Regions from separate parts of the Mus musculus genome. Here all the other regions are linked to region 1. Evidence: chromatin contacts called from public Hi-C, HiChIP or PLAC-seq and promoter capture Hi-C data. All regions are on one chromosome and are shown on one strand. The core of a region is the stretch at or near the end of the contact, and the rest is flanking DNA. Distances in the headings are between cores, read along the strand shown. Region 1 holds the start of Gigyf2 (GRB10 interacting GYF protein 2). Region 2 holds the start of Ncl (nucleolin). Region 3 holds the start of Tex44 (testis expressed 44). Region 4 holds the start of Ugt1a6a (UDP glucuronosyltransferase 1 family, polypeptide A6A). Region 5 holds the start of Ptma (prothymosin alpha). Region 6 holds the start of Nmur1 (neuromedin U receptor 1). Region 7 has its middle 20 kb from the start of Gm41907.

Evidence for each region. Promoter capture Hi-C pulls out the DNA fragments that hold promoters and counts their contacts. A called contact is a pair of places that touch in the nucleus more often than the background predicts. HiChIP or PLAC-seq counts read pairs in DNA pulled down with a chosen protein or histone mark.
Region 2: a contact with region 1 is called in a Hi-C map of muscle stem cells, with 4 times the contacts expected there. The contact joins the promoter of Ncl here to the promoter of Gigyf2 in region 1. A contact is called at or near these places in 2 of 39 promoter capture datasets (cranial neural crest and pre-B cells), 2 of 484 Hi-C or Micro-C datasets (B cells and muscle stem cells) and 1 of 115 datasets of contacts at active chromatin or transcription factors (astrocytes).
Region 3: a promoter capture Hi-C map of liver shows a contact between it and region 1, with 6 times the contacts expected there. The contact joins the promoter of Tex44 here to the promoter of Gigyf2 in region 1. A contact is called at or near these places in 3 of 39 promoter capture datasets (hippocampal neurons, liver and pre-B cells) and 1 of 115 datasets of contacts at active chromatin or transcription factors (astrocytes).
Region 4: a promoter capture Hi-C map of pre-B cells shows a contact between it and region 1, with 8 times the contacts expected there. The contact joins the promoter of Ugt1a6a here to the promoter of Gigyf2 in region 1. A contact is called at or near these places in 2 of 39 promoter capture datasets (hippocampal neurons and pre-B cells), 1 of 484 Hi-C or Micro-C datasets (B cells) and 1 of 115 datasets of contacts at active chromatin or transcription factors (large pre-B cells).
Region 5: a contact with region 1 is called in a FOXA1 HiChIP or PLAC-seq map of pancreatic cancer cells. The contact joins the promoter of Ptma here to the promoter of Gigyf2 in region 1. A contact is called at or near these places in 1 of 39 promoter capture datasets (hippocampal neurons), 1 of 484 Hi-C or Micro-C datasets (B cells) and 3 of 115 datasets of contacts at active chromatin or transcription factors (embryonic stem cells, memory CD8 T cells and pancreatic cancer cells).
Region 6: a contact with region 1 is called in a promoter capture Hi-C map of pre-B cells, with 3 times the contacts expected there. The contact joins the promoter of Nmur1 here to the promoter of Gigyf2 in region 1. A contact is called at or near these places in 4 of 39 promoter capture datasets (hippocampal neurons, liver and pre-B cells) and 1 of 115 datasets of contacts at active chromatin or transcription factors (astrocytes).
Region 7: a contact with region 1 is called in a promoter capture Hi-C map of pre-B cells, with 2.6 times the contacts expected there. The contact joins the enhancer-like site here to the promoter of Gigyf2 in region 1. A contact is called at or near these places in 2 of 39 promoter capture datasets (hippocampal neurons and pre-B cells), 1 of 484 Hi-C or Micro-C datasets (regulatory T cells), 4 of 115 datasets of contacts at active chromatin or transcription factors (astrocytes, bone marrow-derived macrophages, embryonic stem cells and 1 more) and 1 of 9 other capture datasets (macrophages).

What each region holds. Positions count from the first base shown.
Region 1 is chr1:87,324,716-87,328,433 of GRCm38.p6, reverse strand. It overlaps Gigyf2 (GRB10 interacting GYF protein 2), which reads right to left and starts at 1,436. Exons shown (of 29, transcript NM_146112.4): 1 at 1,342-1,436.
Region 2 is chr1:86,357,069-86,360,733 of GRCm38.p6, reverse strand. Ncl (nucleolin) reads left to right here and starts at 1,279. Exons shown (of 14, transcript NM_010880.3): 1 at 1,279-1,528; 2 at 2,511-2,627; 3 at 3,282-3,665. The coding sequence starts at 1,511. C130036L24Rik (RIKEN cDNA C130036L24 gene) reads right to left here and starts at 1,150. Exons shown (of 2, transcript NR_015507.3): 1 at 727-1,150.
Region 3 is chr1:86,424,966-86,428,364 of GRCm38.p6, reverse strand. Tex44 (testis expressed 44) reads right to left here and starts at 2,036. Exons shown (of 1, transcript NM_027966.1): 1 at 316-2,036. The coding sequence starts at 1,994. The coding sequence ends at 402.
Region 4 is chr1:88,133,022-88,136,882 of GRCm38.p6, reverse strand. It overlaps Ugt1a6a (UDP glucuronosyltransferase 1 family, polypeptide A6A), which reads right to left and starts at 2,074. Exons shown (of 6, transcript NM_145079.3): 1 at 1,948-2,074. All of the region lies in intron 1 of Ugt1a10 (UDP glycosyltransferase 1 family, polypeptide A10), which reads right to left. All of the region lies in intron 1 of Ugt1a9 (UDP glucuronosyltransferase 1 family, polypeptide A9), which reads right to left. The region is part of intron 1 of Ugt1a8 (UDP glucuronosyltransferase 1 family, polypeptide A8); the gene reads right to left. It also overlaps Ugt1a7c and Ugt1a6b.
Region 5 is chr1:86,524,439-86,528,017 of GRCm38.p6, reverse strand. It overlaps Ptma (prothymosin alpha), which reads right to left and starts at 1,461. Exons shown (of 5, transcript NM_008972.3): 1 at 1,068-1,461. The coding sequence starts at 1,112.
Region 6 is chr1:86,386,760-86,390,273 of GRCm38.p6, reverse strand. Nmur1 (neuromedin U receptor 1) reads left to right here and starts at 2,133. Exons shown (of 2, transcript NM_010341.1): 1 at 2,133-2,961. The coding sequence starts at 2,133.
Region 7 is chr1:86,490,725-86,494,158 of GRCm38.p6, reverse strand. No RefSeq gene overlaps it. Among named protein-coding and RNA genes, the nearest start is that of Gm41907, 20 kb to the right of the region's middle. Within about 2 kb of position 1,783, at least 142 of the 459 cell types and tissues checked have an H3K27ac peak or open chromatin away from gene starts, as enhancers often do. A contact at or near this core is called in bone marrow-derived macrophages, embryonic stem cells, macrophages and 1 more, where this site is marked.

The DNA of each region.
Region 1 (3,718 bases), core at 187-2,686:
GTACCAAAAAAGGTATGGTCTTTTTCTTTCTAGCAAATCACCAACATCTTCAACGTTGGTATTTTTCCAGACATATGTCACTTCTAAATGTTTTCCTAGTGTCTTCTTATGTGACAGTGAAGTACATATCCCAGTCTAGGCAATCTAAAAGCTGCTACATTAGGGAAATATCATTAAATGAAGACAAAGTATATGTTCTAACCAAAAGGAAAAATTCTGCCAGTCAGAGCCACAAAAAAGGATGAAAACTCATGTACAAAAAGTAGGATAATAGTTTTTGTAATTTAGGAAGTCATTTGTTACTAAAGAGGAGTAACTACATAAGGAAGACTACAATCCCTGTATACAACACTCTGAAACATAATTACCTATAATTCAAGGTAGATGGGACTAGGTGGGAAGCCATCACTGATTGAGTCCCTTCATTTCTTAAGTTATGTTGGAATACTTACCTTCCTAATAGAACCACTAGGTGTGTTTAAGTGCTTTGACTTTCGAGAAAACTGGAGGTGAGGGGAGACCGTACTAGATAAATGCAAAGCAACGTTACTGCTTCCCAAACGCGGTCACACAATCAGCTCCTTTCACACCCTTCCTTACTTGCTGGCTTGATTTATATTTCAGCTACAAAACCAAAGTGTTCAAGAGTGCTTCGTGGGAAACTGCTTGCCCATTTCAAGCCGGTATGAACATTCGGGTCCCCGGGGCTGCCCGGGGCTCTACTTTCCCAAGCCTCTCAGTCCCAGGATCAGATCATGACTCCACCTTGCCTGGGGCCTGCTCAAGACCAGTCCTCCAGCCCTAGAAGCAGTCTTCCCCAGTCCAGATGCTCGGTGGAGAAGGCAAGGGCGCACCTCCCTGGGGCAGGTGCGGGCAGGAGCGCCGGCAGGAGCAGCTGTCGGCTCGCAGCAGCTGTTAGCCGGGGTACCCCGAGGCTGTGCGGGCGACCAGCCCCGAGGAGCGGGCAGCGGAAGGCGAACCCTCCGGCCTGACACTGCCCACCCCGCCTCCCGCCTCCTCTCCTCGGCTTCCCCCGCGATGCCACGGGGGCGAAAGCAGGGGGCTGCCCTCGGCCGGGACGCTCCCTGGACTGCCGGGACCCTCGCACGGGAGGAGGCTCCTGCTGACCTCGCACCTGCCCTGTCCCCAGGTCTGACGCCCCCAGCCGGCAGCGGCCGTGGCCGCTGCCGGGCAGCCTGAGTGTGTCCATGCGGCCGGCTCGGGCCGGAGCGGCGGGGACGCGACGGTGGGCGCCGGGCCACGGCAGCTCGGGGCGCTATGGCGGGGACTGGGCGCGGGATGGCCGCGGGCAGGGGAGACACACACCGAGCCACTGGTTACCTGCGGTCCGGGACAGGAGTCTCTCAGAACCCAAGTCAATCCTCAGCCTCAACAACACAAGATGGCCGACACGTCGCCACGCACGTCACGTGACCCCGCGCGCCGCGCCGCCCCCCGCCCCGCCTACATCCCCGCCTCACTCCCTCCCTGCTCTCCAGCTTCCCACGACATCGTTCCCTTCCTCGACGGCCTGCCCCTCCCCTCGGACACGCCCCTCCCTGAGACCCGGATGCAGGGCCGGGCGAGGACGGAGCCTGAGTAGCGCAGGCGCACAGTGGGGCCTTTGGCTGCATCTCCTATGGCCCTAGAGTTGAACTGGTGTCCCTAATTGGAGCCTGGCCAGAGGCCCTATGACTCACCGTCCGATGCACCCAATCCAGTGCCCGGTTGCAGTACAAAAATCTCCACATCATTTATGAGCTGGTTTTCCAAGCTAGAACTTTTCCACAGCATTTGGTCTAGCATTTTCCTGCCAGTTGGTCCATCATGGGGCAAATGGTAAAGCTGAAATTCAAAGCAGTTTCCTTTCTTATAGAACTGGAAATTCATCCTGGAGTACTGGAATGTGACAGCTGGGAAGGTTTTAAAAGTTCCTACACCTAGCCAGGCAGTGGTGGCTCACACCTTTAATCCCAGCACTTGGGAGGCAGAGGCAGATCGATTTCTGAGTTCAAGGTCAGCCTGATCTACAGAGTTCCAGGACAGCCAGGGCTATACAGAGAAACCGTGTCTCGAAAAACTAAAAAAAAGTTACTACACCCTTCCACTACATGTGGACCTACAACCCCCTTATATATACTGCCTTCCCATTTTAGGGTTGCGAGATAACGAATAGTAAACCCGGCAATACAGAATACAGGAAATTAATCTGCTGTCTTTCTGAAACTCATGTTTAGCTGGACATACTATATACTTTGATTTGCTAAACCTGGTACATCTACCATTTCAAGTCACCCGGGTCTTTCTGGGACCATTAGTCTTTTCCTGCCTTTCTACTACCTTTGGTGTTTGGGATCCACTCAGTTTCACACAATCACTGCAAAATATCCTCCAGCATTTATCATAGGTCTTCCCATCAACATAAACTTAAGTTTCAGAACACAGTGGCAGACTCCCAACCTAGTCGTTTGGGAGCCCTGGATTCAACACTTGGAAAAAAAATACACACACACACACACACATACATACATACATATATATATATATATATATATATATATACCAACTTCCTCCTCTGCCTCCCTTCCTGAGTCTTGATTCCCTTTCAAAGAGAGACTGTATAAAAGAGCATTAAATTCAGAGAATGATCATTAATCTTGACTGTGATCATTAATCTTGACTGTCAACATGATGGGATTTGGATTCATCATGGAAACAAATATCTGAGCAAATTTATGAGAGATTATCTAGATTATGTTATTTGATGTGGGGAAACCCGAGAGTAGGTAAAGTGGAAAATACCATTCCATTCCATAAGCTAGAATTCTATAGTGTATAAGACCTAAGTGAAAAAGCTACACAGAAACATTCAAAGGTTCCATCAGTCTCAACTTCCTGACCTTGGAAGCAATGTGACTACTCCCAAGGTGGACCATACTCTTGAATTGTGAACCAAAATAAGGCCTTTGCCTCTTAAGCAAATTCTTTTGGGGTATTTTATTACAGCAACAGGAAAGGTAGCTAATACATGGGGAGAGAACAAAGGAAAAGGAAAATATGGATGACACCAGATAAGTTCAGCAGCATGAAAGTCTGAAGGGCCCATTGAAGAGCTGTATTACTGCCAGCTTCCGGTGTTGCTGACCCTGATGAGCAAGGATATGCTCTCAAGAAAAGGTGTCTTTAATTTGGTTTGGTTTGGTTGGTTGGTTGATTTTTCAAAACAGGGTTTCTCCACAAAGCTCTGGCTGTCCTGAACTCATTCTGTAGACTAGGCTGCCCTTGAACTCACATTGCTCTGTCTGCCTCTATCTCCTATGTACTGGGGCTGAGACATGTACCGCCATTACCTGGCTCACAATGAAAATTTAAGCAGGAACTCAAAGCAGAAAACATGGAAAGGGTTGCTTACAAACTTGTTCCTAGGCCCACTTCTTACAAGTATTCTTAGACAACCCAGGACTGCCTGCCCAGGGATTTTGCTGCCTGCAGTGGGCCAGGCCCTTCTACATTAGTTAACAACCTGGGCAATCCCCTATCAACAAGCCCACAGGCCAATCTAATTTAGGCAGTTCCTCAATGGGAAACCCATTCCTCTCAGATGACTCTGGGCTGTGTCAAATTGACAATTAGGGTTAATTAGAATACTGCCTTGAGTTTAAACCACAAGAAGAGGCCCATGTGTGTGGCTTTTTCATCAACAGTCCCAACTGAAGCC
Region 2 (3,665 bases), core at 30-2,529, 970 kb after region 1:
TTGGTTCCATAATATACAGTACAAGGTGTGACCGGTCTCGCTATAAAGACAATGCCCCCACACCACAACTCGGGTTCGCCATCTCCTGCCCTGACAAGAGCGCACTGGTGTGTAGCTGTGGCTGCCCTCCACCGCGTTGGGAAGGCCGTAGTAAGTAAGCATCACACAGTGACTATTTCTACTTATCTCCAAAGGCCCGAGTTCAGATAAAAAAACTTGGGGACTCAACACATCCCACTCGCATTAAAATCTCCCGAGGTTGAAGTCAGGTATGATGGCATATGACTTTAATCACAGCACTAGGGAGGCAGGGGGATCTCTGAGTTCAAGGCCAGCCTGGACTACAGCGTGAGTCCCAGGGCAGCCAGGAATACACAGAGAAAACCTGTCTCATAAAATAACATCTCCTAGGTCGGGCCAGGCGTGCCGATACAGGTCGAGGCTAACATGGTCTACATGTGTGCTCTAGGACAGTAAAGAATAAAGTCCTATCTCAACTCCGGACGAAAACTCCACAGGTCATTTCTAGTGGATGTTGTTAGCTGATGAAGGGCGCCTGTGTGCTATGCTTGGAACCAGTTGGTTGCAATCCATTTAAAGCAACGCCAGACAACTCTCTCGTTCCCCCCGCCATGGAGGGAACCTGTGAGCGTGGTCACAGGCGGGCCGAGTACTTCTCCCCACCACACCAGGAAGTCACCTCTCTGAACCTGGAGTTATACCTACCGCGAGAGGTCACCGACATTACATGGATCGCTTGTGCACTGCTCGTACACACACACACGCACAACTGCTTTTATTAGGAGCTCTCAGGAAAGCGGGGACTCGCATCATAGCCAAGAAGCCGTTCGCGACTCCGCGGAGAACAGGCCGAGGCCCGCTCATCAGCCCGAGGGAACCCTAGGCCTTCCGGCGTTCTTCAGCAGGACCACGCGGCGCGGGGGAAAGCACCGAGAAACGCCCAGACCACCTGAGCATCGCCGCCCATGCTGCCTCGGAACACCTGAGGGAATCCGGGCCACGCCGCCACCTACCCGCGCCTCACACACAAGCCGCGCCAAACTCGCCCGTCCCACTGCGCAGGCGTGGGGAGAGCCCGGCGCTCAGGAGCATTCAAAGGACCCGCACACTGACCAGTCAACGTCCGCCTGGGCCCAAACGAGTCCCGCCCTCAGGAGCAGACGTCAGGCCCCGCCCCTAAGAGCCCCGCCCTCGTCAAGCCTTAGGCCCGCCTCACGCTGCCCCGCGTTAAGGCTCGCGGTTGGCTCCGGGGACGGACGCGAGCTCTGGTTGGTGGAGCCGAAGTCACGAGGACCCCCTTCGTCGCCTTTCCAGAGGCGATTACTGGGCAGGCTCAGTCTTTTGCCTCAGACGCTAGCTGTAGCTGGCAGGCGGTTGTACGTGCTCCAGAGTCGTCGGTACCCGCTACTGCAGTCGCTTTCGTGTGGCTTCCGCTGAGCTCTTCCGAGCTGCTCGCTCTCCACACGCGCCGCCGCCGTAATCCGCCACCATGGTGAAGCTCGCAAAGGTAAGAGGCCTTGGCGCGCCGACGCGGACGACTAGGCCCCTGCTTTCGGAGGGACGCGCGCGCGCCCGCCCGTCCGTCGCGGAGGGGAGGAGGGCTTGCGCGCAATCCCGGGCGCGTTCGAGGGCGCCATGCTGGGGGGGAAAGTCTCGCGCGACTAGCGGGAGGTCTCGCGGTGCTTGCCCTCTGACTTAGGGGGATGAGAAGAGCGGAGGCAGGTTTCCGGGAGGGCGATATCGAGGGTTCGGATGTAGCGGGCGGGAGGGGACGGTGTGAGGAGAGATCGGAGGAGCTGAGAGCGGATAGGGGCACGGCGTGGGAAGAGAGGGCCAACCTTAGGCGGCGAGCGGTCCCGGGGCCCCGCCTCCCCGCGCACGTGCTCTGGTGCGCGGCCCGCCACGTGCTCTGCGGAGCCCCGCACGTGTCGCGCGACCCGGGGCAGTGGGGGAGTGTCTGTAGTACCCCGGAAAGGGGGACGGCAGCGTGGGGATGGATGGGTGGCCCGGCGATCTGCTGTCTCTGCCGGTGACCGGGATGGACACGTGGTGGACCCCTGAGGTGGCGGCGTGGTGACTCCACGTGGTGGGGCTGGAAGCGAGAGAAAGTGGGAAGCAGTTGGGTTACGTGGTGCTGCTTTAAGAGGTGATTTCGAGATACCCCCTTCCCCAGCAAATAACTTAAAGGGATCCCTTTAACTGGGTTTTTTTTTTTTTTTTTTTTTTTTTTTTGTGGAAGATGCCAGAAAATAGATGGCCACGACTAGGAGACTTTATAACCTGTGGCTGTTTCTTGGTGTAGAGTTCTGTCTGCTCAGTTATCTGTGAGAAGGAAAAAAAAATTATGCGCGGTTCGCAGAAAAAACTGCCAGGAGAATGCCATGCCTGGCCAAGAAGAAGTCTTTATGCTTGTGTCCTTTAGTAAGAAAAAGGTGGTGGCCAAAGGCAAAGTGACTGAAAATGCGTGCAATTTTTGTGTGCGTTTGTAGGCTGGCAAAACCCACGGTGAGGCCAAGAAAATGGCTCCTCCTCCAAAGGAGGTGGAAGAGGATAGTGAAGATGAAGAAATGTCAGAAGATGAAGATGACAGCAGTGGAGAAGAGGAGGTAAGAAGCTATTTGCAGCAATAAACCGGTGGAATTGAATGTCTGGAAGTCTTAGAAATACAGGATATGTAGTAAATGGTTGAATGGCAAGCCCCTTCCTCCCTCCCTCCCTCCCTCCCTCCCTCCCTCCCTCCCTCCCTTCCTTCCTTCCTTCCTTCCTTCCTTCCTTCCTTCTGCAAGACAGTCGGCAAAACAGGGGACAGAAACAGGCAGAATTTTGAGTTCCAGGCAAGCAGGGAGTAGTACATAGTGAAACCTTGTCTCAAGACCGTTGTTATGGTCATGCTCAATCAGATTTCTTAGAAAAGCTCAGGTGCTGAGTCCAGTTTTTTTTTTTTTAAAGTATTGAAAGCCATGTCTCCTTATTTCAGGGTTTAATGTTTATCTTTGTGTGTGCGCGCACCCATTAAGCATGCTTGGTACCCTCATACTAGAATGTACTTGGATCCCCTGGAACTGGAGTTAAAGCCACATGTGAATGTTACATGTTACAAGAGTAACACATGTGCTTAACTTTTGAGTCATCTCTCCAGTTCTTGGTTGTTTGTTTTTTTTTTTTTAAGCCTATCTAATGTCCATTTTCTTGTGCTCAAAGTTAGTCTCTTAATGTAGCATTGGGTATAAAGGAATGCTTATGATTTGTTTGCTTTCAAGGTTGTCATCCCTCAGAAAAAAGGCAAAAAGGCTACCACAACCCCAGCAAAGAAGGTGGTTGTTTCACAAACAAAAAAGGCTGCAGTTCCCACACCAGCTAAGAAAGCAGCTGTGACCCCAGGCAAAAAGGCAGTAGCCACACCAGCTAAGAAAAACATTACACCAGCCAAAGTCATTCCAACACCGGGTAAGAAGGGAGCTGCACAAGCAAAAGCGTTGGTACCAACTCCTGGTAAAAAGGGAGCTGCCACTCCAGCTAAGGGGGCTAAGAACGGTAAGAATGCCAAGAAGGAAGACAGTGATGAGGATGAAGATGAAGAGGATGAAGATGATAGCGATGAGGATGAAGATGATGAGGAAGAGGATGAGTTTGAGCCACCAATA
Region 3 (3,399 bases), core at 787-3,286, 900 kb after region 1:
ATCCCAGGCCCTTTCCCCTAAATCTCCATCGCATTTAGACCACAAGCTCATTCTTAGGAGGGATGTCACTTGTGTTTCACAACAGCCTAAGTGACAGCTGTGTTCTGTTAGGGCCAGCCTAAGTGTGTGCGCATCCCTCCTGTGAGGCCTGATATTGTACCCTCTACCCCCAAACCCTCTCCTACCTTCCAAAACCTCAATCGGTAGCTTGGGCATGGGGCTGAGCAACAGGCAGGTACATGTCCTCGGTTTACCTGTGGGCCCCATCGGTCCTTTTACCCTGTTGTCCCACTGCATGGATAAGGGCAGAGCTTAGAAAATAAACGCTTGTGGTTATTTACTGAAAGGCAGGGGACAGTTACCTAGTGCAGGGTTGGGGAAGAAGTAGGGGGCTTGCTGGTCTAGTTACCACTGGGGCCAGTGCGGGCCCAGCGTGAGGTGAGATGATGGGCCAGGTAGCGCATAGCTGAACGGATGCCTTCCATAGTCCGTCTCTCCACAGACTCCAGCAGGTGCGTGACAGAGTGCAGGGCTGAGCCAGTTCCAGACATCACCCCAGAGGAGAAAGCTGACCTGGCGCTGCGCAAGAGGCTGGCGACAGTCCGCAGGCGGGGACCCTCGTCTTGTAGCCGGTCAGCTGGAGAGCTGCAGCCCGAGGCCAGAATGCCCACAGCCACACCCATGCGTGTGGCTGTGTCTGACCACACCAGGATGTCTGTGAGGGAGCTGATGGAGCCCTCTCCACAACCCAGCAGGCTGGTCATGGAGCGCATGTAGTCGTTCTCCACATCAGGTCTATACAGATTGGGGTCCAGAAGGTTCCTGCCCAGGGCCACCTGGTAGAAATCTGGAGAGTGGGGTGGGCTGCCACCTGGGGAGCCTGGGTCAGGTGGATCCGGTGGGATACCTGAGTCAGCAGCTGAATCCTCACTGGTCAGCCCTGGCGATCTAGCTTTGCTCCCAGGGTTCAAGGCCTTGAACCCTTCAGCTTCCTGCTTGGCCGAGTTGGTGGTAGGCGTGGGTTCTGGGTCGCGACCACTGGTATCGGAAGGGGGTGGGTCAGCAGCTCCCACCGAAGTCTGGACATGTTCAGGCAGGTTAGATAGCACGTCAGCATTTGGAACTAATACTGGCTGCCCTTCTGGAACATTCGGGTTTCCCAGTGTCTTTTCCTGGGTCTGGGAGTCACTCGGGGAAACCGTCCGGCTCCGACTTGTACGGTTGTTTTCAGCTAGCCTGTCCCACACTGGGTTCTGGAAACCCACAAACACTTGCAGGATACCTGGGTCTTGGGGCAGCAAAGATGTGGTCTCTTCAGGATTGTCCTGGCCCTGATGTGGAATATCTGGGCTCTCATCTTTGACTGCAGAAGTTGCTGTATCTGTGGAGATGGCTGGCTCTACATCTTGCCCTATGGAGGTGTCCATCTGCATGGAGGGCTGATCTTTATTCTGTCCCACAGAAGTGGCAATCTGCAAAGATGCCTGGTCTTCATCCTGTCCCATCAAGGTGGCAGTCTGTATGGAGGCCTGATCTTTATTCTGTCCCACAGAAGTGACAATCTGCAAAAATGCCTGGTCTTCATCTTGTCCCATCAAGGTGGCAGTCTGTATGGAGGCCTGGTCTTTATCCTGCTCAAAAACTGTGTTAATCTGCATGTACGCCTGGTCTACATTTTTCTCCGTGATGGTGGAAATCTGCTTGGAGAGCAGGTCCTCATCTTGTCTCATGAAGGTATCAGTCCGAATGAAGTCCTGCTCTTCATTTTGCTCTGTGGTGATGGCTTTCGCCTCAGAGGTTTGATCTACATCATGTTCAGCTAGCACTTCGTCGATGTCTCCTGGTGGGACGTCATCGGGCAGGGAGTCTGGTCCTTCGGACTCTCCGGGTAAATCTGCAGAGTTTTCATCAGCTGTGTTGTCCGAGGAGGCCTCGGGAAGATCATGTGTAGAACTGCTGCTGGCTTCAGGGTCTTCCAAGGGCTCAGCGGTCATCTATGCCCCCTGCTACTTATGGTGGTTGGGAAGGAGTGGCTTGGCCCTGCTAGGCTCAGTTGTCCAGGTGGTGAGGTCACAGCAGGTTGTGGGCAGCTGATGATGTCACAGGTACTTGTAGAGCAAGGGTCCTGAATGTCCTGAGTCTGCTGAGTGGCTGTCCTGGCGAGCTGACTATAGGTGGTGTTGCATAGCCAGAGTAGTGGGTACAGAGGAAATGAAGAATAACTGTCTTGGTTTAAGATGGAGATACGTAGGTAGGTGCAGATGCAGCCGCAGGGCTGTGAGTGGTTTCGGGAACTGTACTTTGGGGCATGATACAGGAAGGTAATGCTGAGTTTGAATTAGTAGGTTTTAAACTTATTTTGGGGACAGGGGATCAGTGCTCTTGTTATGTAGTTGAGGCTGGTCTCCCACTCTGATCTTCCTGTCTTAGCCTCTCAAGAGCTAGGATTACAGACATTTGTTATACCAGGTTATCCCTCCCACCATCTCTCTATTCTATTGGGCTACTTCAGGACCCCAATTTCTTTCTTTCAGGCCGGTCTTTCTTTGGTAATTTTTCTAGCAATGAGGAGGAATAGTGGAGGCCAGGGCCTGGGCGGCATCTAGGCTGGCTATCCTTAGTGCTAGAGTTAACCTTTTGACACAGGACAATCTACCTGCTCATCTGGGCTGGGAGGGCAGGGCACCACTAATGGGTACAGACTCCAGGGCAATCCTAAGAAGAGCTTGGTCCCCAGATAACCCCACTGTATGAAGAAGGTAGCCGGGGACTGGGTTTGGCTGAGTGTAGCGCACTTGCCCAGCATGCTCTGGTTCCATCCCCAGCATTGGAGTGGATGGTTCTATTTGTGTGTTTGTGCTCACCCTAGTTGCCAGGTTAGGTGTAGTTCCTGCTCCTGGGGATAAGAGGAGATGCAACCATCTGATGATGCCCCTAGGGACCCCAGCATCCCTAGGGAGAACTGGGTCTATGTTTATATCTTCTCTCCTAGGGGCAAGGCTGTGGGTCCATGACTGCCCCACTGCTAGGCACAGCCTCTTGGGGAAGCGGAACGCTGGGAGTTTGACTGCCTTTATTCCATGCCACCGCCACTGTGACTGCTGCCGGGGCTGAGACACCTCCCGGGTGGGAAAAAGCTGGAGTTGGTTCAGGGGTCCCTGGGCCTGCAACGAGGCCTGGGCCGTGGGGTTCTCAGACTCTTAGACATCCGCTGGGAGTTTCAGCAGAGCAGAAAACAGAGTCGGGCTGTGGGCTGGGGACAGTGTCTAGCCTGGGGTGGGGGGAGGGGAAGGGGGAGGAGCTCCGGCTTGTCCCAGGGGGTGATATTGTCCTTAGCTTGGTGGAGGCAGGCTTGGTGGCAGTTGTGGCTGAGAGCACAGAGAGACCTTCTATGGGAGA
Region 4 (3,861 bases), core at 825-3,324, 810 kb before region 1:
TTCTCCAGTCCATTAACTGGCTGGCCTCCTAGGGAACAGCTGGAAATCTCTAATTTGCATTACAGTTTGTTCTGTTGCAATGCTACATAGCCTGAACCTTCGAGAAATTCCACAGCACCCTTGGGGAGGATGCTCTAGGAAAGCAAATGACCATTTTGGTATTGCTAAGAGAAAACTGTGTTCATTTCCTAAAATGGGCTCCAAAATGCCAATGGGCTCCTAGAATGTATTTTGAATCTCCTTGTTTGATATCAAATAAACTTTCCCACCTATGGCCCAAGCCTTTCTTATTGATGCATGGCATTGATCTCTCTGAAATGACAGAACTCTGGAGAGTGAGAGCGACCTGGAGCACATATGATAAGCATGTTCCAGGGACAGCAGAGCTCAGGGCTGATGTGACCAGAGGTCTGCAGCTTTCTAGCCCTCCTTTTGGTAGTTTAAATGAAAATGGCCCCTGTGGGCTCATAAAAAATTGCACTATTTAAAAAGTTAGGAGGAATGGCCTTGGAGTAGATGTGGCCTTGTTGGAGGAAAGGTGTCACTGATGGTGGCCTTTGAGGTTTCAGGGGCTCCAGCCAAGGCCCAATGTGTCTCCCCCTCCCTGTTGCCTGCCAATCCAGATGTAGAATGCCTGGCTTCTTCTCCAGCACCATGTCTGCCTGCCTGCTGCCATGCTTCCTGCCATGACCATAATGGACTAAAGCTCTCAAAAGTAAGCCAGGCCCAATTACCTGTTTTCCATTCTATGAGTTGCTGTGGTCATGATGTCTCTTTATGGCCTTAGAACCTCTAAGATGCTCCCCCTAGATGATATACATAATAAACACGATGTCAGCTCTGATCACCTACTTCCTTTAAAGTTCTGCTAGTGTCCCATCCGTGACACCTTCCCTGTTGAGCCCAGGGTCCAGCAGCCCAGTCTGTGGCCCTGGGCCTCCTTCCCTTCCTTGCTATCATTACCTCACCTTCTGTGTATTTATGCATCCCTCTCCCAACTATTAGTAGCATGTGCAGGGTGGGATCAATCATTGTTCTAATGTCCCTCTCTACCAAACTCAGTGTTCCTCTCTATTGAGTCTGCAGCATGCAGATCAGTGTCCAGCATACAGAAGGCTCCGAGTACCAGTTTGTGTGTGAGTAAACTGGCATTGGGACTGTCTGTCCATTTTATCCTTGTGCCTCATTTTCAATCAAATAGTAAAAGGTTACTCAAGGAAGGATAAGACAGAACCAGCTCCCTTGTGAGGAGTTGGTCGCTGACCCTTCGACATGTGTATAAGGGAAAAACCAACGACCCTTTCCTTCTGCACACTTTCACTCACACAGCTCTTGTGTTACCAGGCATGTATGAGTCAAGTCAACCACTTAGCAGAGTTGGCTACAGACCAGAGGCTCTTTTACTCAGCCTCAGAGCAGCTCTGCTCAAACCACTCAGAGAATCACTCAGTCAGAGGTTCATTACAGCAGCAGCACCCATAGTGCAACAAGACAGCAGTGGAGAAATGCCAAGAGCTTGGGGGAGAGACATGGCCGCTCTCTGTGTTCTTGGTGCAACCTATCCTCCACACCTTCAGCAACCTGGCAGCTCCCCAACCCAATCCCTCTGTGCTTTCATAGGGGCCGCATCATGAAATACAGGGGATGGGCTGATTGATTAAATTACCGTTGATCAGTAATCAACCCTAACTTCAATCCCTTTCTCTGCCCTTCCCTCTAATCTCAAAGCTGGTTCCAGACCCCATCCTTACAAACTTTCCAAAAGTTGCCCCTTAAGCATAAGCTTTAAGAAAACAGTACAACAGCTTATCACAAACAAACAGCACAGGTTTCCCTCCCACCCCTCATGAAATCAACAGGCATTTGGGAAGCTCTGCACAGGAAGACAAAAGCCCTTATCTTTCAAATTCTGTATTGCTCTCTCACCACACATAATCTGTTACTTGCCTGTCAGATAGTAAGGTTAGAGACCTGTGCCTCTAGGTAGCACGTGATGAGGGCCCTTGAGCAAGAGTAAGAAATCTGGAAGTCGGTTTCCAGTCAGCCACCATCAGCCAGCATCTGAATTCTGGGTTTTCTAACCACCACCAAAGAGGGAGGGTTACATTTGTTCTGTTTGTTAATCACTGCTGAGGGCGGGCCAGGGAGTTATGGATGTTGAAATCAGGCTGCCCTGGAGGAAATTGTTCTTTGAATCAAGGAACTGGCTCACCCAGACCTTGTCAGGCATATGCATATTGGAACCAGCTTGCCAGTACTTGCCTTAACCTTGGCACCCCAGTCGGTTGGGGCTCAGGAAAGCAGGACTGAAGGGGCCACCCCAAAGGGCAAGCAGGAACATAGCCAAGATGAAAGTTCTTTCTTTAAGGCTTACAAAGACTCCACTCAGTCCAAGCAGGGGTGGAGGATCAGCGTGGGAGGGAGGAGGGGAGTTGGAGTTTTTTGTTTTGTTTTGCTTTTAATTGATTCTTTGTGGGTTTCAAATTGTGCTTCCCAGCCCACTGGTCACCCATCCCCCTGGTGTCTGTTCTTTGCCTTTAACACATAAACAAGCAGGCAAAACAAAAACAAAAAAGCATTGAAAATATCTCATCATGGAAGCTGTAATACTGTCACAGTGTGTCCCACAGTATGTCTCTCTGTCTACACATGTTCACTTGCTAATGTTCATTGCAGTGAGGCACTGGTCTGGTTTGAGATCTCTGGCTTTTGTGACATAAACAGGATTTTTGACTCAGAATGAAAAGAGACAAGCTTACAGCAATGAGAAACCACTCCCCAGAGACTCATAAAGGAAGCACACTGTAGCTCTGTCCTTCCTGAGTGGCAGAGCAAAAGCTCTCTGAAGAATGTCTTTAAGCAAGCTGGCATGAATTGGGGAAAGCACGAGGAACTGTACCCTCGTATTCTTTATGACAGACACACAATTTACCGAGGCCTGGGCCCTTCCTAGGAAAATCAGGTTCACCTGGGTACTGACTGGCTTGTTCTTGTTTCCAGCAAGTCCATGGGGTCATAGGTTGAAATCAGGAAGAAGGCAGGAGAGGACAACAAGGTTCTGTCAGAGCATCACCAGAGGGTGCTTTGCAAGCTTTGTTCATGAGATTTGACTCTACTGTTTCTTAGACTGGTGTGTGTGTGTGTGTACATGTGCACAGAGAGAGAGGGGGGGGTGTGCAGCTGTCAGGAGTATTTCTGTACTGGGCACCAGAAAAGGGAATGTGGCATGCCTGGCACTTCTAAGTTTTATCCCTCCTGCTGCCCAGGAGGCTCAGTCCAGTCCAGCGGGAGGATACAGGCTCAGGGTGTCTTGCATAACATTACTTCTACCTATACAGGGGAAGGTCAGCTTTAACCTAGGGATTTCTGAAGAACAACAAATGGGGCTTGGGGCACACACCAGTGGAATGAAGGCATAGATCCTGGGATAGAACCACACTGTATGGGTAAAAATGCCGCTCCCCAAAGTGAATGAAGAACAGCTAGCATCTGGAGTAGGAAGGAGGTCTGAAAGTTGACAGGGGACAGTTTCATTCCAGAAGCTGAGGGCTATCTGAAAAGGTCAGCCATGTAGAGGAATTCCCTTCTCAGGAACTCACCCTTCCAGATCCTTCAGATACCTAAGCCCAGGAATTAGAGGCCCAGGACCTACAAGATGACAGAAGACCTACAGAACAATTTCAGACTTGAAAAATCTCAATTCAGAACACAAAAAAAGGCAAAACCAAATCCATGAATTTCCCTGGTTTTGTTTCTGCTGCTGTGGTAAAATACTCTGATAAACAGAAGCTTAGCGGACACAGGCTTATTTTACTTGCAAGTCAGATTCTAGTCCATCCTTATGGAGAAGGTAAGATGGCA
Region 5 (3,579 bases), core at 212-2,711, 800 kb after region 1:
TTCACCTGAGACTCCCGCCGAGGGCGGAGGTGGGACCATGCTTGCTACAAAGTGTTACAGCGGTGGCGGGCATCGCTCCAGAGCGCGCTCTGCACGGGGTCGCACCAGCCGAGGGAGATGGCGAGCCACGGGAGTTTAAAGAAACAAGGCGACTGGGACTGAGTCCCCACTGCGGGACAAGCGGGGTGCGAACATCGAGGTGTTTGAAAGCAACGAGTCCGAACCGAACACGGCTGAGGGTGGAGAAGACTCCACCGGGAGGGCGAGCCCCTGCCTCAGGACCCCAGCCAGGACCGCGGTGCTGCGCGGGCTTCTAGACCGCCACGGCACCACCGCAGCTGGGGAGCCGTGGGGGGGCGTCCAGCCGCTCCGCAGCTTCACTTTCTATTTCCTCCCCCTCTCGCGTGGGCTCGCCGCCCGGGCCCAACCCCGTCAGCAATGACTGACCCTGCGACGAGGTCCGCCGCCGCGGGGACAAACACGACCACCCGCGTTCACCCGTGGCTGCGGACCAGACCCTTAGGTGTCGCGGTCAGAATCCCCCCAGCGCAGCACGCCGCCCCATCCGCGTCATCCCGGATAACCGGTGGCCGGCCCGCTATAGGGCGCGAACCCGGGCGCCTAACAAAGAGCGACTCGGCCGCGGGCGCCCTCAGCTCGCCGGCGCCGCACACGCGCCCCCCACACTTCCGACTGCGGACGCGCCGGAGTTTCAAAGTTATTTCCGTGCGCCGCGGCCCCGCGACCCCGGCCCCGAGAGCGCTCAAACCATTCGCAAACAAGTTTCGAGAATCCGCGTCTCGGCCCTCCCCGTTTGCGTCCGAGTTCCGAGGCGACCCCAGGCCATCGGCCAGCTCCCGACGGCGGCACCAATGCCCGCGCCGCTTCGCGCCCCCTCCCCCGCACACAAAGAGTGTTGCCCGGGGCCATCGCGCCGCTGGAGGGTGGCGGGGTCGCCTGGAAAAGCGTTTGCGTGATGCTTTCCTGAAAGCCCGCAACCACGCGCCCCAACGCCGCCCGGGCGACGGCGCGCAGACCCCGAGGGGGCGGGCGGCGTCCAGCCTCACCTTGGTGGTGATCTCGGAGCTGGTATCCACTGCCGCGTCTGACATGGTGGGGCACGCCGGTGGTCCGATGCCGCGAGTGAGGGAATTAAAAGTCGAGTTCGAGGACTCTGGCGAGAGAGCTGCCGGAGTCCGCGCTGGAGGAGGCGGTGGGCGGCGAAGGTGGCTGCAGCGAGCGCGGAGCACGACCCAGGAACAATGCAAAGATGGCTTTTCGGAGCAGCCAGTGGGGGACTCACGCGGCGCCAGAAGCTTTAATATAGATTAGTGGGCGGTGCTCAGCCACCCTAGTCCCGGCGCTATTGGCTGAGCGCAGGGAGCGGGCGTCCTCTCATTGGCTCGATTCCGAACAATGGGCAAGTGAGCTTAAAGCGGCAGTGCCTCGGCTTGGCGCGCGCTGCGCAGTCCCCCGCCGCACTGTCATTCAGAGTGTTGAATTTTGTTGGGTCTCGCCACGCCGGAGGGGGGTCGCGCGCGTGCGCGCTCCCGCAGCTGTTTTGCTAAGGCCTCTGACGCAGAAAGCTAAAGCGCGGCAAAGCTGCCCGCCCAGCCCCGGTCCTCCCCCTCCCTCGCGACTGCTCGGAAGAAGGAGGGGGAGGGAGGGAGGAGGGGGAGCGGGAGCACTGCCCGCCAGGGGGAGGGGGAGGGGAAGGCGAGCGATGGGCGGCGCTTGCCCCGGGCGGTGTCCCGCGTGGTTCCCGCGCCCGGGACCTGCCCGCACCGAAGAGCAAGTTGTCCCAGTTCAAGTGAACATCAGTCCACACAACGGGGTGACTGTGACTCGCACCTTCCGCCCCGTCCTCCTTTCCCTCCGCCTCGATGACACTAGTGATCCCCACCGCCCACCACTGTCCCGCCGTCCAGGGTCAGCTCCGGAGTGGGCCTCGCGCCCTGCACACTTGGGGGGACTCATGCGAAAGTCCCGGTGTCCTCGAGCGAGACAGGCCTGGGGCCTCACGCCACAAGGCGGTGTCGCGCCTCAGGGCTCTCTGGTCAGCGTCTGCTGTAAGAGGTCACTGCCGTCGCGACAGCTCTTAACATCATCCAGAGCCCCGCCCGGCCATCGAGTTTACCCCTCTCCCCTAACATTTTGCAGGCTCCAGTGGGCATATGAACAGTGTGCAACTGGGAGAAACTTGTCTCCCCGGCCATTAGGACTAGTCCTTGAAGGGGTTCCTTCAAACTTGAGCCATTTACGGTACCACGCGGAGCCTGAGAAAAGAAAAACCATAAAGACGCCACACTCAAGATGGCGTTGGACTCGGCAAGCGTGGCGTGACGTGGCGACTCGGCTCACGCGAACAACTTCAAAATACTATATTACTCCATTTTTAGCGCTGTCTCACTTGGCTGTCGAACTAAGGAATTTGCCCTGTGAGAAGAGCGACCAGAATGGCTATAAACGGGTTCGGAGAAACGACTTCGCCACACTCAAGATGGCGGCAGATAGCGTCCGACTGTGTGTCGCCAGGAGGGGGCGCCCGACACGGAAGGCGGGACTTGGGAGAAACCCGCACACACTGGCTGAGAGTGGCGGGCGAACACAAAGTTGACGCTTTGCGCCCTGCCATTGGTCATTCCTGCTGTCTGTCTCCTGGGGGCCGTGGAATCGGGAGTGAGGAAAACCCGGAGTCTTGAATCGGGGAGGGTGAATGGGTGCCAAGTCCCTTAGAGCTTTGAGGTCGAGGCGAGGAGACTGAACTGCCCTTATGGCTCACCCCCGGCGTTTGGGCCCATCCTCACCCGGAGGCCCCTATGCGGAGCTTGAGGAGAGGAGAGGAACGTGCAGTGTCGGGAAACTGTTGCAGTTGGACCCAGGGTCGGCCCGCGAGCCGCACGTGGCCGGCCCGCATCCCCGCGCGCACGTGCCAGTCCCGCCACCAGCCGCTTGGGCCTGTGTGAGCTTTTCCTTTAAGGAGAAAGCCTTGCCGCCGCCCTTTGGCCTGCGCTCACTCCCGTTGTCCAGCGGTTGCTCCTGTCCTGGCAGCCCCTGGCAAGGGAGGGTGTGAAGGCCCCCGGGGTCTCGCTCTTCTCGGAGCACACTAATGGCCGGAGACGGTTATCGCGCCCCAGCGCCCTAGGTTGCACAAACTGCCTGAGTCCGAACTGCCCCACCCCCGCCAGCGGGCTTTACTGTGATGAGGATATGGAGCTTAAACAGGGAAGGGCCTTTGAGCTGCAGCTGCCCAGACCCCTTTTTTGTAGATAGGGAGGGACGGTGCTTCAATATAAACAGAAAGGAGGATGCTTTCTACCTGGTGCTTATCCATTAAGCTCCCGTTATTCTCTAGAGGATTGTTCCATCTACAAAACCCAGATGCACAAAGAGCTTGGCCTATACCACCCACATCTTAGTTGTGGTTTCTGAGTTCTGGATTGGGAGAGCTGAGGGAGGCAAGGTGGCAATCAGTGAGAAGCTGGATAAGTATGAACTTCCCTCGAAGAAGAACTGCTTTATCTAGTCTTGTGCATGCCCGTGCCTCTACCATAAGGGAGGAAGGCCCACGCATCTGGT
Region 6 (3,514 bases), core at 884-3,383, 940 kb after region 1:
CTAGCCCTACTTGGTCCATCTGCAGCGGAATAGGAAGCTTTCAAAATTCTTTCTCCCAAGGGCTCTGAAAAATAAGTGCCCCAGAGTTCCCAACAATCTTCTAAGCCAGGACTGTTTATAAATGAAGTTCTTAAGAAGCCAGGGATTGAGGGGGGCGGAGCAGAGGAGGCAATTTCATGGTGAGGAGATACTGGGAAGCTGAGGGGACACTGAAGACAGAAATGCAGACGGTGAGTGTGGCTATGACACCTGACTAGGCTTTTGTGTGCTCCTTTGAGTGAAGAAGTGGGTCGGGACAATGCTCGGGGAAAGAATCGGTGTGGGAGGAGGTGCTGAAAAGAGAGAGGGCGATTTCCTTGGAGGAGACTAGTGCTTGGACCCCGGGGCTGGAAACCCCTTATGAGACTGTGTGTATTGGGGGGATTGCTATCCTGTGAGTGTACAAGTGGAGTCACGGGGATGAGACTCTGTAGGCTGCTGACTTTCAGGGGCTTAAGGGGTGCGTAAGAAGGTTGTCTGAAAATGTGGGTCAGAAAGAATTGCAGGACACGGAACAAGTCCTGCTCAGTCGGCGTGCTGCAGGTGGGGACAGCATTTTAGACCCAAGTCTCACGGACTTCCTCTCTCTGGCTCTTTTTTTCTTTTCTTCTCACCTGTAAAATGGGATTGTTGTCTAGAAAAAGAAGACACTCTCAGCTCCGGGTGATTCCAACAGCTAGCTAGTATGGTTTGGATGCAGGTAGAGTCCTTTGGGAGTGGTCCTAAGTACTCCAAGCTCCGGGGTCAGCGTTGCCCTCTAGTGGCGATTTTGTGAACAACAGGCGAAGCAACCAGGAAGGCGGGGAGGGCAGCCTCTGTCAGGTCGCCTTCAGCTCAGCATCTATCTGTCAGTGGGAGCCAGGGCGCACAGGACCTCCTGGGCAGAAGGCATGGTAGGTGAGCGGGATACGGGCCCTGACAGGAGCGGCTCTCAGAGTGAGATGGGTGGAAAAACTCTGTGAGACATTTGGGGGTTGTGGGAGAGACCTCTCAGTTAGTCAGTTTATTTCTGTCATTTTTCTGATGACTGTCGTCTCAGCGCTGCTCTCTTGAACCTGGGCTGTCACCTGCCCATCCCCAGCTCCTCTCCGTGAGAGTTCCGAGAGTGAGAACTCCAGGTCTAGTAGGTGCAAAGAATATAAAATATTTAGACTGGGAGTGATTCAGGTGACAGAAAACAGAATCAAATTTGGGTCAAAGTACAGTTTTTTAGCTTTTTCACTCCTTCACTTAACCCCTACGGTGGCTTTCTCTTCACACCAAGGTCACACACAGCGTTCTGTATGTCAGGTCTGCCATGTGTCGATGCTTTTTGTGGATTAAATACCGGGATCTTGCACCTGGAGTTGGGGAGGTCAGGTCTGCCCTGGCAGTTGCTTTAGGAGCCCCGGCTCTTTAAAGACCAAGCAATACTGCAGTTGCACCCACTTTTCTGAGGTCCACATCAAGTGGCTCTCCTGAAGTCTGTCTTAAAAGGGAGACAGCCAAAGGAGATAGCCAAGCGTTCTTGGAAAAACCTGGCATTTCTTCAAAGATTCCAGTAGATTGTAAAGGGCCAATCTTATCATTTAAAAAGTATTTCATTTGTGTGTGTGTGTGTACTTGTGCATATATACTGTTTGCATGTATGTGTGTAGAGGATAGAGGATAACTCTTTGTTGTTGTTGTTGTTGATTGGTTTTTTGTTGTTTGTTTTTGTTTGTTTTTTAGACAGTGTCTCTCTCTGTAGTTCTAACTGTCCTGGAACTTGCTCTGTAGCCCAGGCTAGCCTCAAACTCACATGAGACCTGCCTGCCTCAGCTTCCTTCGCGTTGGGATTAAAGCTGCGCACTACCACTGCCCGGCCAATTTTATTATTTTCAAGGTTTGCACTCCGGATACTCTGTAGTTGAAATGCACTTTAGTGGGTGGCAGATGCTTTCTTTCCCAGTGGCATGTGACTAATCAGTCCTCTACAGTGTGATAACTTAGGACAGAGCTGGGATTACCTAAATGACTTCTGGGTATCTCCCCCTTCTATCCTACAGACTCCTCCCTGCCTCAATTGTTCCATCTTTCCTGGAGCGCTCTCCCCAAATGCTTCAAGGAGCCCCCTGGTCTGCAATATCAGTGAGTTCAAGTGGCCCTATCAACCTGAGGATCTGAACCTTACCGATGAGGCCCTGAGGCTGAAGTATTTGGGGCCACAGCAGATGAAACAGTTTGTCCCCATCTGTGTCACGTACCTGCTGATCTTCGTGGTGGGCACTCTGGGCAACGGGCTGACCTGCACCGTCATCCTGCGCAACAAGACTATGCGCACGCCCACCAACTTCTACCTCTTCAGCCTCGCTGTGTCCGATATGCTGGTGCTCCTGGTGGGCTTGCCTCTGGAGCTTTATGAGATGCAGCAAAATTACCCGTTCCAGCTGGGTGCGAGTGCCTGCTACTTCCGAATACTGCTCTTAGAGACCGTCTGCCTAGCTTCAGTGCTCAATGTCACAGCCCTGAGTGTGGAGCGTTATGTGGCCGTGGTGCGCCCACTCCAAGCCAAGTCTGTGATGACACGGGCCCATGTGCGCCGCATGGTGGGGGCCATCTGGGTCCTCGCTACTCTCTTCTCTCTGCCCAACACCAGCCTGCATGGCCTCAGTCAACTAACTGTGCCCTGCCGGGGGCCGGTGCCCGACTCAGCTATATGTTCGCTGGTGGGTCCCATGGACTTCTACAAGTTGGTGGTACTGACTACCGCACTGCTCTTCTTCTGTCTGCCCATGGTCACCATCAGTGTGCTGTATCTGCTCATTGGGCTGCGGCTGCGGAGGGAGAGGATGTTGCTCCAAGTGGAGGTCAAGGGCAGGAAAACCGCAGCAACCCAGGAGACCTCCCACAGAAGGATTCAGCTGCAAGATAGGGGACGGAGACAGGTGACCAAGATGCTGTGTAAGTCATTGTTGAGGAGAAAGCTGAGCTTCCTCCAGTCTGGGGAAGGAATTGAGCTTCCAGGGTATTGTTTGCTTGCTTGCTTGCTTGTTGTTGTTATTGTTTTGAGAAAGGGTTTCAGGGCTGGTGAGATGGCTCAGCAGGTAAGAGCACTGACCACTCTCCTGGAGGTCATGAGTTCAAATCCCAGCAACCACATGGTGACTCACAACCATCCGTAATGAGAAACTAATAATAATAATAATAATAATAATAATAATAATAATAATAATAATAATAAAACAAAAAAAACCTATGGGCCAGACTTAGCAGGGACCAGAGCAAGTGGGGCTTGGGGTGGAGGGAGCGAGGCCAGAGAAAGACAGAAAAGGGAAGAGGGAAAAAAAGAGAGAAGGAGTTTCTTTGTGTAGCTCTGGCTGTTCTAGAACTTGCTGTGTAGACCAGAGATTCACCTGCCTCTACCTCCAAAGTACTGGGATTAAAGGTGTGCACCACCACTACCTGGCTCTCCTGTCTGCTTTTCTAGGACCGGAAGATAGTGAGCTGTAGATGC
Region 7 (3,434 bases), core at 534-3,033, 830 kb after region 1:
GGTCTTGCCCATTCTCAGACTTGGGATGAAACTAGCTGGGATAGGCCCTGGGAAAGCTCAGGCAGGAGGTGATTTTCAGGTCTAGGGGAGAGCAGAGGGGATGAGAATCCCAGGGGTGTTGGTTGGGAGGGACAGCCAGAGTGAGGCTTAGGTACCAGCCTGGCTGGCTGGAGGGCAAAAGCTTCCTGGTCCTGGATCATGTTTCTGCTGCAGTTACAAATGTCACTGAGATCCGGGTAGACATGGTTGTGAGCTAAGCTCCTACTAAAAGCATTTTAGGGGGAGGAAGATGGGGAGCGGGGTACAGCTTAGTACCAGAGTAACCGAATGTCTAGCATGTGCAAGGCTGTGAATTCTATCCCAAAGAAAAAGACCCCATCCCAAAGAAAGAAAGAAAACACCAGGCTAAAGATGCAGCTGGTAAGAAGTGCTTGCTTGACGAGCGTGGTGGTGCGTGCCTTTGATACCAGCACTTGGGAGGCAGAGGCAGGTGGATTTCTGAGTTCGAGGTCAGCCTGGTCTACAAAGTGAGTTCCAGGACAGTCAAGGCTACACAGAGAAACCCTGTCTCAGAAAACCAAAAAAAAAAAAAGTGCTTGCTTACCTAGCATGAAGGTGTCTTGGGTTTGAAGCCCGAAATCACACTAAAAACTGGACATGTGGGGCTGGAGAGATGGCTCAGTGGTTAAGAGCACTGGCTTCTCTTCCCAAGGATCAGGGTTCAATTCTCAGCAACCACATGGTGCCTCACAACCATCTGTAATGGGATCTGATGCCCTCTTCTGGTGTGTCTGAAGACAGCTACAGTGTACTCATATAAACAGAACAAATAAATCTTTTAAAAAACAAAACTGGACATGGTAGTGCACACCCCTGTAATCTCAGCATCCGAGAGGTGGATGCAGGAGAATTGTAAGTTCAATCTTATCCTCAACTATACAGCGATTGGAGGCCAAGTCAGTCTGGGACATAGGGGACCCCCAGGCTCAAATTAGCAATAGAAAATTTAAAAGCAGGGTGTGGTTGGGAATGACTTTCGTCCCAGCTCTGAGGGTAAGGGAGGAGGTGGATCTCTGTTGCGTTCAAGGACAGCTTGGTCTAAATAGTTTCAGACTAGGTCAAAAAAAAAAAATCCTTCAGTAAATTATGAAATGGAACATTCAAGTCTGCTGAGATACCATACTGGCCAGAGAGACACTGGCCTTGGGCAACTGGTTGGGGAGGGCAAAAGCAGGAACTAAGATAGAATATAGAGGAAGATCCGAGTGACAGGCCAGTGTTAGGCTCTGGGCTGCCTGGGGGCACTGTCCTATATCCAGAACAGGCACAGAGAACCTGCAGTGGACAATCCCTTGCTGTGGGATAGAAGTCCTGCTAGCTTTGGCCTCTGGTGTGAAAAGCAGCCGAGGGCTGAAGCTGCAACAGACTTGAACAGAAACAACCACATCTCCATCCACGCAGCGTGCCCCACCCCCGCTTCCCATCTCAGGGGTGCCTGCCCAAGAGTCACCTTGTATCCCCAGTAGCCAAAAGTAGCTTCTGAGGATCTTAAAAAGGAGGTTCTGTTCTGTGCCTGGTGCCGCAGGCCTGAGAGCCTAACAGCCCATTCTCCACCCTGACCCTCTGACAAGACCTGTGGTGTCTGGCTGACCCACAGTCTCAGGAACACACCCACCAACACAGGGAGAAGTTGGTTTGAGAGCCTGGCTAAGCAGTGACCACTTCCTCCTGAAGCCACCTGTGAGGGCTTTAAGAAACCAGCAAGGAAGGCCTTTATCTGCACAGAGGGTGAGGGCCTGATGGGTGGGGCCTCTGCTTCTGTAGGCCAAGGTCACTACAACCATCCAGGGTATGTGCTTATAGCCTTTCTCAGACCCTTGGCTGCAGCCCCAGCCCTCTGAGGCTCCACAAAAGGAAATGTTTGTGTCACTGGCTAGCAGCCTCAGGGCAGACGGTTGACTGCTCTCTCTCTTCTTCCCTCCCTCCAGGCTAAGGAGGTTGGATCCAAGAGGAGTCGCTCAGAGGCCTGAGTAGGGAGGTCAGCCCAGCGTCAGGAAGGCCAATGGTCCTCCAGTCCTTGCTCATAAGCTGCCTGGTCTGACCAAGCTGGCCACTCCAGATCAGATCTCTAAGTTGCCACAGCAGGGATCTTGAGGGTGACCTGGCCGACTATTCCCAGAGGAAATCATCCTCATCCAGCCACATGCAGCCCCCAGAGGCAGAGCCCAGAGCAATGGTTTATTTCTCAGGGTTGCCTTTGAGGCACCCCACTCCCAGCTACTGTTTAAGGAAATGTTAAATATGCTGCCTTCTGTTGGGTGAGGCCAGTCTCCCTCAGGCTGCCTTCCTTCCGGAGTTTCCCATTAAATTATTTACTTACACACACACACACACACACACACACACACACACACACACACACACACAGAGCTTTCAGGGAGCCTGCAGGGACAAGGCAGCATTCATTTTTCAGCGCTCACTCACTCACTGCGAGGACCCTTTCTTCCTTACGCGTAAACGTTGGCAGTGTTGGCAGCAGCTGTGGGGCACCTTCTAGGTCTCTGCAGTTTACTTCTAGGGGCCAGAACAGCCCTTGCCAGGGGGTTCCTGGGCATAGAACCTAGCCCCGGGCAGTAGCTCAGTTGGGGGAACTGGAAAGGACCAAACACTGACTGGGGGGTGGGCACAGAGAAAGCACTAAACCTAATTTTGTGGTTTAAGATGGGGAGAGACAGGACGAGACCACCTAACCTACTTCCCATTGACTTTTGTTTGTTTGTTTGTTTTTTGTTTTGTTTTGTTTTTTCGAGACAGGGTTTCTCTGTATAGCCCTGGCTGTCCTGGAACTCACTTTGTAGACCAGGCTGACCTCGAACTCCAGAAATCCGCCTGCCTTTGCCTCCGGAGTGCTGGGATTAAATGTGTGTGCCACCACACCCGTCCCCATTGACTTTTTAATGTATTTCTTTACTTTGGTTTTTTAGAGACATGGTTTCTTTGTGTGGCCTTGGATATCCTGGATCTTGCTCTGTACACCAGGCTGCTCTCAGACTCATAGAGTCTAGCTGGCCTTGCTGCCTCTGCCTCCCAAATTCTGGGATTAAAGGTATGAGCCATCACAGCTGACCTCTCCACTAGGTTTATAAGTCAGGCTTCATAACTTGGCTTTCTGGGGCCCCAACCTTTGCCCCTGTTTGGTGGGTTCAGAGAGTGGCAAAACCTACTTGATGCCATGCCTGAGTGACATAGGGACCTTGGCCAGCTGGCAGGAAGTTCGACTGTCAATGCTCAACTCCCAGAGCTGCCCAGATTTCCTGAGTAGGATACTCCCACTATAATGGACAGCTGTGGTGGCTTGAGAGCTAGCTGGTGTTCTGGGAGCACGGTCAACATCCAACTTAAAGACACATTGGTGCATGCTCAAATCTGGAGCA